Linked DNA regions of Hordeum vulgare: region 1 is linked to region 2. A link is a contact called in public Hi-C data. All regions are on one chromosome and are shown on one strand. Each heading gives the region's core, a stretch centred on a gene start, on an enhancer-like site or on the middle of the called end of the contact. The rest is flanking DNA. Distances are from core to core; before and after follow the strand shown. Region 1 holds the start of LOC123449233 (cytochrome P450 90B2). Region 2 holds the start of LOC123449229 (glucan endo-1,3-beta-glucosidase 7-like).

Evidence for each region. A called contact is a pair of places that touch in the nucleus more often than the background predicts.
Region 1: a Hi-C map of leaf shows a contact between it and region 2, with 4 times the contacts expected there. The contact joins the promoter of LOC123449233 here to the promoter of LOC123449229 in region 2. A contact is called at or near these places in 3 of 6 Hi-C or Micro-C datasets (leaf and seedling).

The regions. Positions count from the first base shown.
Region 1 is chr4H:517,358,148-517,362,975 of MorexV3_pseudomolecules_assembly, forward strand. LOC123449233 (cytochrome P450 90B2) reads left to right here and starts at 1,598. Exons shown (of 8, transcript XM_045126374.1): 1 at 1,598-2,462; 2 at 2,594-2,927; 3 at 3,159-3,311. The coding sequence starts at 2,206.
Region 2 is chr4H:516,739,275-516,743,986 of MorexV3_pseudomolecules_assembly, forward strand. LOC123449229 (glucan endo-1,3-beta-glucosidase 7-like) reads right to left here and starts at 1,548. Exons shown (of 3, transcript XM_045126369.1): 1 at 868-1,548. The coding sequence starts at 946.

The DNA of each region.
Region 1 (4,828 bases), core at 348-2,847, 620 kb after region 2:
CGGATGAATACTCATGTGTTACAAAGGAATTTCATTTTTTAAGCTCATTTTAACTTTGGACTTTTTGTACATTCAATATGCAAAGCCACATCATCAATTTTCAACCCTCTTTGACTTCATTTGCTATTTTTCATGCATTTAATGACTTTTTTGAGCTAAATGACCCTCAAATTGAAAAGCACTATAAATGACCTCTAAAAAGGTTGAAATTTGGCATGTTATCATCATTTCACCCACATAGCATGTGCTAAAAAAGTTGAGAGGGTTACGGCAAAAAGTGAATGCACTTTGTGTACAAACTTGTCAATCTTTTTCGAAGTATCACGGTTTCGGACGAATACTCATTAGTTACAAAGGCATTTCATTTATAAGCTTATTTCAACTCCAGACTTTTTCAGCGTACAATATGCACCATTCGAAGCCACGTCATCAATTTTCAACCATTTCTCACTTCATTTGCTATTTTTCATGCATTTAATGATTTTTTTTAGCTAAATGATCCTCAAATAGAAAATCACTACAAATGACCTCTTAAAAGGTTGAAATTTGGCATGGTATCATCATTTCACCCATAATTGCATATTATTCAAATAAACTCTCACATAATTACTCCCACACTAAAAACCACAACTCACTATACCTATAGATCATGAAACAAGCTAAACTAGCAATGAGAGGTGAAAGCATGAAGTTGCTAACCTTTTACAACCCTTGGATAGATGGGGTGCCTCAAATCTTGACAAATGTTGACAAAAATGGAGGATGAGAGCTCGAGCTATGGGGAAAACAGAGAGGATGAGCTTGGGCTGGACGAAGGGGTTTATATAGGGACATCTTTAGTCTCGGTTGTGGATACAAACCGGGACTAAAGGTACACCTCTAGTACCGGTTGGTAATACCAACCGGGACGAAATGGGTTCGCTGACCCCCAGCCTACCACCAGCATGCCATCACCCCTTTAGTCTCGGTTTGTAATACAACCGGGACTAAAGGTCACAATTGAACGGGGACTAATCCTAGCCGTGCCTCGAGACGCTCCCTAGCCGTTGGAACCGGGACAAATGATCACATTAGTCCCGGTCAGAAACACAACCAGGACTAATGCTCAGGACGAAAGGCATGTTTTCTACTAGTGTTTGTGCAACTATAACTATTGTTATGTCCATAGATAATAAAAATAAATGCATTACCTTTACCCCTAGGGCAATTAAGTTAATAATAATCATATGACTCCAACCATCATGACGTGCTCACAACATGGATGCCATGAAATAGAACTACAATCACTTTGCATCATGGATGCCATGAAATAGAACTACAATCACTTTGCATCTCATACAACATATTGCTTTGATAAGAGCTATACTACATAATATGCGCACCCTGCAAAAACAAATTAGATGTCACAAATTACCGTGGCTGGTAGCATTTAATAAACAAATTTAATTACCTATGCAACCCTTGAGCATGATTACCCCATGTTGTTAGTAAAACATGTGGGTGTGTGAAACATGAGACTTAATTAAAACTCTTTGCCCATATACTAAACTCGGTTAAACATGTGACCCCGTGTGGACCACATCTACGATCTATTTTCCTTGTAATTTTTCTTCTTTTTCAACTGAAGTGAAACCCGAAGCATCTGCAGCGTGGCTTGGCCACACGAGTGCCACCACGTAACCGTTCAAAAACCCGGAAGGAATGGTCGCATTGCGCGAATTCCATGGTTGATTCGGCGTACGAGGGCCTGTGAGTTCGGACGGAGAGAGTAATGATTATTTGTATTTCCAAATCCGAGAGAAATGGAGTAGAGTATTATATATAGAGAGGAAAAAGGAAAGATGTGGCAGTGTCCCCACGCCCTGCGCCGCACCAAAAATTAAAATCTGGCTAAAAGAATGCCCACAACCACCTCCTCCTCCCTGTCACACACCTCAAAAACTTATATAAGAGCACCACAACAGAGAGAGGAGGGAAGGGCGAAGTGGGCGCCTTCCCAGCAAGATTTTCTTTGCACAAAGCTCGCAGAGAGAGAAATCTTTCTTTAGAGCTTAAAGCCACTCTTTAATCCGGCCTCCGTTTTATTTTCTCTCTCCCTCTCTCGCTCTCTCTCCAGGGCCATCATCGCTCACACATACACACGCCAACGCAGCGAGAGCGAGTGATCGAGAAGGGAACTGCGGGTTCTCAATCGATCAGTAGCTCATGGCCGCCATGATGGCCTCCATAACCAGCGAGCTCCTTTTCTTCCTCCCCTTCATCCTCCTGGCCCTGCTCACCTTCTACACCAGCAGCGTGGCCAAATGCCATGGCCTCCACCGGTGGAGCGGCCGGACGAAGAAGAAGCGGCCGAATCTGCCGCCCGGCGCCGCCGGCTGGCCTTTCGTCGGCGAGACCTTCGGGTACCTCCGCGCCCACCCGGCCACCTCCATCGGCCAGTTCATGAACCAGCACATCGCACGGTTGGTGTACACATATGCATACATACATACATACATACATACAGGCATGCGACCGCGAACAGGCGGACGATGGATGGAGCATTCGGGCTGACGTCGTATGATGGTATGGTATGGTATGGGTATGGATGCAGGTACGGGAAGATATACCGGTCGAGCCTGTTCGGGGAGCGGACGGTGGTGTCGGCGGACGCGGGGCTGAACCGGTACATCCTGCAGAACGAGGGGCGGCTGTTCGAGTGCAGCTACCCGCGGAGCATCGGCGGCATCCTGGGCAAATGGTCCATGCTGGTGCTCGTGGGCGACCCCCACCGCGAGATGCGCTCCATCTCCCTCAACTTCCTCAGCTCCCTCCGCCTCCGCGCCGTGCTCCTCCCGGAGGTGGAGCGCCACACCCTCCTCGTCCTCCGCGACTGGCTGCCTTCCTCCTCCTCCGCCGTCTTCTCCGCCCAGCACGAAGCCAAGAAGGTATCTCTCCGCTCTGCCACCAACGACTGTCCGATTAACACCGCGCCATGCACAGCATATACTAGCTAGCTACTTGCCGTGCACCCGGCCGCATCACAGGCACAGCTGAGGAGGCGGTGGTGGTGGCGGCGTGGTCCATGCGATGCAAGCAAGCAAGCAAGATCGTACGCCCGCCCGGCCACAGTGGGGTGGTAGCTAAGCTAACTAACGACGGATGGATGGTGCGTGCAGTTCACGTTTAACCTGATGGCGAAGAACATCATGAGCATGGACCCCGGCGAGGAGGAGACGGAGCGGCTGAGGCTCGAGTACATCACCTTCATGAAGGGGGTGGTGTCCGCGCCCCTCAACTTCCCCGGGACGGCCTACTGGAAGGCCCTCAAGGTCAGTACTCCTACTCCTACACAACAACAACAACACTCACCAGTCAACACGCCGCTAGTACTACTAGAGTACCGGCTACCTGTCCCTCTCTCTGTGCGCACGCTTGGGTGTCTCGTCTAGTAACAGTACCGAAAAATAAGTTGGAGATTATGAAATCTCTCTTGTCTTGTAGCCTTTGGTTTCTAGTTTCTTGTCCTCTCACAGGAAGCATATGTTTTAACATTGTTACTGAAATTCATAGTCATGTAGTAGTAGTATACATGGCCCATGCATCGATGCTGCATATGCAGAGAGCCATCAGAAGAAGGGACGCATTATTAATATTACTACTCTACAACATGGCAGCATGTACTACTAGCAGCTAGTAGGGGTGTGGGTTCCGAATAGTGGATGGTCCAAAGGATTGGTGCACACGTACGGCTACATCAGGTCCAATCAGAGGCCACTGGATCGATTCCATCCATGCTTATTTTCTTTCTGCTAAACCCACTTCGATGGCCACCCTTCTATCTATATATAGAATGAATTTGCACCGGTGTTTGCACAAAATAAGTTTCTCATCACTACATATGTGGGTACCTAAAAGAAAGATACTCTTTTCTTTTCTTTTCTTTTATAGGTATGTAAAAGTAGCTCTTGGGAGAACAGTGAAATACTAGGTTTCCTTTTGCAAATGTTGGTTGAAAGGTGTTTGTCATATCTAGGTCAAGCCAGTTGGTGCATGGTTCTGATTATTTCTTGTCAGCTAGGGGCTAGGGTTAAATCAGCCGGTCAATCTATTTAATTATGCATGGCAAGAAAATCATACTACCTCCGTTCTTAAATATAAGTCTTTTTAGAGGTTCTACTAGAAAACTACATACGAATGTATATAGACATATATAAAGTGTAGATTAACTCATTTTGCTTCGTATGTAGTCACTTAATGAAATCTCTTAAAAGACTTATATTTAGGAACGAAAGGAATATATGGTTGATACATACTGCATAGCACTAGGACCGGTGAACATATAGCTATAAAAACATTCATGCACATGGACGTGGCGCCCGTGTTACCCTTGATTAGATCGATCAACTCTTGTTTCTTTTTCCCTGCATCCTACTTTGTCCGCCCTTGGAGGTACTGATCATCACTGATCATGGGCGCATAAAATGTTGCCCGCTTTTTACTGCTTGTGAGGTCACACTCGAATGATATTTATTGATTGCTCCCAGATGCAGCATGCATGCACACTCTTTCTCTCCCCTACACACGGCCCGTGCTCAACAGCATACAATTGCAACTTGGAGTTTTGACCTCTTAGAAAAAGTTCAATCATAATTTGGCATGATTATATGTTGGGGGAATCCATCATTTATCATGATTCAACCGCTGACCAACTCTTACCACACTGGAACCATATTTATGTCGCCAGGCACGCCATTAGCAACCCTCTTAATTTTGTTTTAATTGGTCACGTTAGTACCTCATGTTAGCTGAGATCGATCCTATATATACCTAGATTGATGTACAGGGA
Region 2 (4,712 bases), core at 298-2,797:
TGGATGTTTTCATAACAAGCGCATGTTTGATGTCAAGCAGATACTACAAAAATGGTGTCGCAACTAGTTTTTTTGTACGTGTATGCAGTGGTGATAAGCATCAAATTCTTGGGACGCGAACGAGCCAGGGCATGTCTGTAATTCTATATGTATCGGACTTTTGTATTGTTGGGCAACATGCAAATATACGTACGTACGCAGCTACTGACTGTACAGTCTTGGCCTCTTCGAAACTGCACATGCACATGCACAGTTGTTAGGTGCTGGACCTTCCTCTGTAGAAGCATTGCCTTTTTTTCTTTTTCGCATTGATAGTTTGGTTGATACTCGTACCACTAGCTAGATTCCATGACCAGCCGGTTGGGCGCGGAGACTCCTCAAGCGTGAGGACAGCGGTCAAAGTCACCTCGTGCCAACCTTGCCAACATAACGTGCATGTGAGGTTGCTTAGGAGCTACTTCCACTCATGTTCTACTTACTTTGAGCACATCAGCTTCCGCTAATACAGTGTTTAGTACGGTTAACGTCTCGACGGTCGGTCAGACTCGACAGCAAATCCGAAAATGATTCCTTTCTCTATCTGGGCGTTGGGAAATACAGTAGTATGATCAGGACGGCACAATCCCATCTTATTTCCGCTTTTTTGTCATCACAATCAGAAGAGCAAGCATACGCTCAATATATCCGCGTACAACTGAAGTCAGAAGTATATATATTTTTTTCCGAATGGAACAGGTTAAGTCAGAAGTAACAAAACTCATAAGAGAAGCAGGGAAACTATATATGGAATCTGCGACCTACCACATGGCATATGTGGTAAGCTATATATTAAAAAAAAAACATATCAGAACGGTACTGGGAGCTTACTTGCCAATTGGAAGAGGAAGGCGCCGTGCAGGAGCCCCAAGATCATAGCAGCATCCAGCCGCCACCTTCTGCCCGCCATGCTGTGCTGCGACCGCCTGATGAACGCCCCCGATTCGGTGGCTGGCCGCTTGGACGACTATGGAAATGCGAGGCAGACGAGGAAGAGGAAGGATGGATGGAGGAGGCGAGGCGAGGCGTTACTTGGGCTGTCGTCGTTTCCGGAAAGAAGGCGGGAAGAAGGATGGAATGGACGACACACAGCAGAAGCCGGTCGCCGTCGCCTCGCTCGTTTCTGCTGCCTTTGTGTTGTGCGTAGCGGCGGGCGCACCTGCTGTACCAGGACAGATATATAGGCAGCGGTGACGATCAGGGAGGGGGCGCGGCTTCGCTCGCAATGCTCTCTCTCTGGTGGGTGGTGGGTGGTGGCTCGGGCCAGCACGGTGAGAGCAAAACGGAGGCGATGGGCATGGTGGCGCCGCGAGGCGCTTTCGTCTCGCGGAATTTAGGGGCGCATCCCGGCTGGAACCGTCTGATTTGCCGCGTTTGTCATGTGGTAGGCTGACTCTGGCCACGGGATTTTGCGCAGGAATTGTTAACCTTGGTTCCTAGCAATTGTGTGTGTCTCCGGATTTGCGCAACGGCGCTGTGGCGCGCGACCGGCCACACGGGTGGTTATCGGGATAATTAATTGTGAGACGATTGTTATCTCAATCATCCTCCCGTTCGACAAGGTCAAGATGAAATGAAAGGAAGCGATTTTTTCCATACGCATGATGGCAATTGAAAAGCGCCCGCCACCTATATGTTCCTTGGGAGAGGGTTGGTCGATTGGATTGCATGGCGTGTGTGTAGGTATTATATTATGAACATCCTAGTAATATTTGGCCGTCCCAAATCTTGGTCGATGAGCGTCTCAGCACTGATGTTAAATTCCTCGTGATGCGTGTTGTGCGTGATAACATTGTCTTCATCTAGGGGATGGATTACGGTTTGTCAACGAGTGGTTGTGGTCAGGAATGATGCGAGGCGGCCAGCCACTGAGGCAAGAGGGAATAGAGGCATGAGCGATGAGGTGTTTGGTTTAATGAAGATGTCTTGAGGAAAACTAAACTTTTTGCAATATAATGGTATGCTAGGCCCATACAATACAGTATGGTGAGGTTATCATCAAGGTTGTGCCTTCAATATTACGGATTCAAAAGCTATGTGAGAGCTCACTTAGATCATCTACATCCGCAACTTGCAAATCCGGCCCCTCAAACGCTTGCGAATGCGCCTCCGGGCGCGTTGGCGGACATTGACCGGCCACGCCTTAAATAATATATTCTATAACCGGATGCCTCAAATCTAATATCTTAAATCCATACAAACCATGCAACTACTACGTCGATGCATTATACACATCGTTCGATTAATCCATCACTACTAACATGCCATCGTACTATCAAAATTTGGCATGTTTGGCTACGGTGGACATTAGCCACGACTGTCCTTGCCTTTCCCGGAGCCCTTGCTGTCCTTCTCGCCGAAGTACCGGTCGAAGATGCAATACAGATTGAGCCGGATCTGCTCGTCACCGAAGCTGTCCTCACCGTCGCTCACCTCCTCCACCTCCTCCGATGGCAGTCCGGCCATTTCACGGACCGCTCGATTCTGCTCGTGGGCGAGGACGTGTGTGCTTCTCCGTTGCCCTTTACTCAAAATGTGCGCGCGGATGGCTTCCTCCTCTAGAGCCGCCTGCACCTCGCATCAGCCACCTTCGCTTCTGCCATTTCCTCCGTGAGATATGCCTCAGCGACCCTTATCCTCTCCTTTCCACAGCGAACAACCCGTTTCCGGTGGGACTCGAAGTTCGCCAGACTGGTGATGGGGAAGGAGAGATTTTCTGCCCGCCGGGACCTCGATGATCCTGCTCACAGGAACTGAGCACCCGTTGACCGTACGCTATGGAGTCGCGGTAGGCAGATCATGTCACCGCGGGAGCGGGCGAAGTGCAATGCGAACCACCATTGCCTCCTCCAATCGGTAGGTGACGACCCCCAGTCGATGATCCAGACTGGTCGGAGTCAGATCCGCTTCCCTCCATGTCGGAGAAGGCCGGAGATTGCCGGAGGTGAGCTAGGATGGCATATGGGAGTGCAGTGAAGTGGCTAGGGTTTGCTTCGGTGAACGGATGAGGATGAATATATGTGGGGTCAATGCGGGCAGTGCGGGCTAGGCGGGCGTGCTCGGGCTCCCCTATATCCGCCCCATATTTGAGTTGTATATGAGGGGTGCCAGTTGATAACCCACAAGTATAGGGGATCGCAACAGTTTTCGAGGGTAGAGTATTCAACTCAAATTTGTTGATTGGACACAAGGGAAGCCAAAGAATATTCTCGAGTATTAGCAGTTGAGTTGTCAATTCAACCACACCTGAAAGACTTAGTATCTGCAACAAAGTTTCAGTAGCACAATAGTGTGATAGCAACAGTAGCAACAGTGACAGCAGTAGCGGTAACAGTAGCAGCAGTGACAGCAGTAGCGGCAAAGTAACGTAGCAAGGACGAGTAGGAAAAGCTCGTAGGCATTGGATCGGTGATGGATAATTATGCCAGATGACATCCATCATGTGACAGTTATAACATGGGATGATTTGTAACTAGCTCCAGTTCATCGATGTAATGTAGGCAAGCATTCCGTATATAGTCATACGTGCTTAAGAAAAAGAACTTGCATGGCATCTATTGTCCATCCCTCCCGTGGCAGCGGGGTCCTAATGGAAACTAAGGGATATTAAGGTTCTCCTTTTAATAGAGAACCGGAACAAAGCATTATCACTTAGTGAATACATGAACTCCTCATACTATGGCCATCTCCGGGAGTGGTTCCGGCTATTGTCACTCCGGGGTTGCCGGGTCATAACACATAGTAGGTGACTACAACTTGCAAGATATGATCAAGAACACACATATATTGATGAGAACATAATAGGTTCAGATCTGAAATCATGGCACTCGGGCCCTAGTGACGAGCATTAAGCATAACAAAGTAGTAGGAACATCAATCTCAGAACATAGTGGCTACTAGGGATCAAACCCCATCAAAACTAACTCGATTACATGATAGATCTCATCCAACCCATCACCGTCCAGCAAGCCTATGATGAGATTACTCACGAACGATGAAGAGCATCATGGAATTGGCTATGAAGGATGGTTGGTGATGACGAAGGCGTCGATTCCCCCTCTCCGGAGCCCAGAACGGACTCCAGATCTGCCCTCTAGAGGAAGAACAGGTGGTGGCAGCGGCTCCGTATCGTAAAACGCGACGAACTCTTCTCCCTGATTTTTTTCCGGGCGAAAGAGACTAAATAGAGCTGGAGTTGGAGGCGGCGGAGCCCCGAGGGCCCCACAAGCCTGCTAGGTGCGACCGGGGGGGGGGGGGGGGCTCCTGGGCTTGTGGGTTCCTCGCTCCGTCCCTCCAGGTAATTCTTGCGCCAGTATTTTTTTATATATTCCACAAAAATCCTCGTAAATGTCCAGGTCATTCCGATAACTTTTATTTCTGCGCAAAAACAACACCATGGCAATTCTGCTGAAAACAACGTTAGTCCGTGTTAGTTCCATTCAAATCATGCAAATTAGAGTCGAAAACAATGGCAAAAGAGTTCGGAAAAGTAGATACGATGGAGACGTATCAACTCCCCCAAGCTTAAAGCCTTGCTTGTCCTCAAGCAATTCAGTTGACAAACTGAAAGAGACAAAAGAAAAAAATTTACGAAGTTTGTTTGATCTTGTTGTTGTAATTATGTCTAACTCATATTCAGATTTTCAGCAAGATCATAAGCTAACCACATAAGCAAT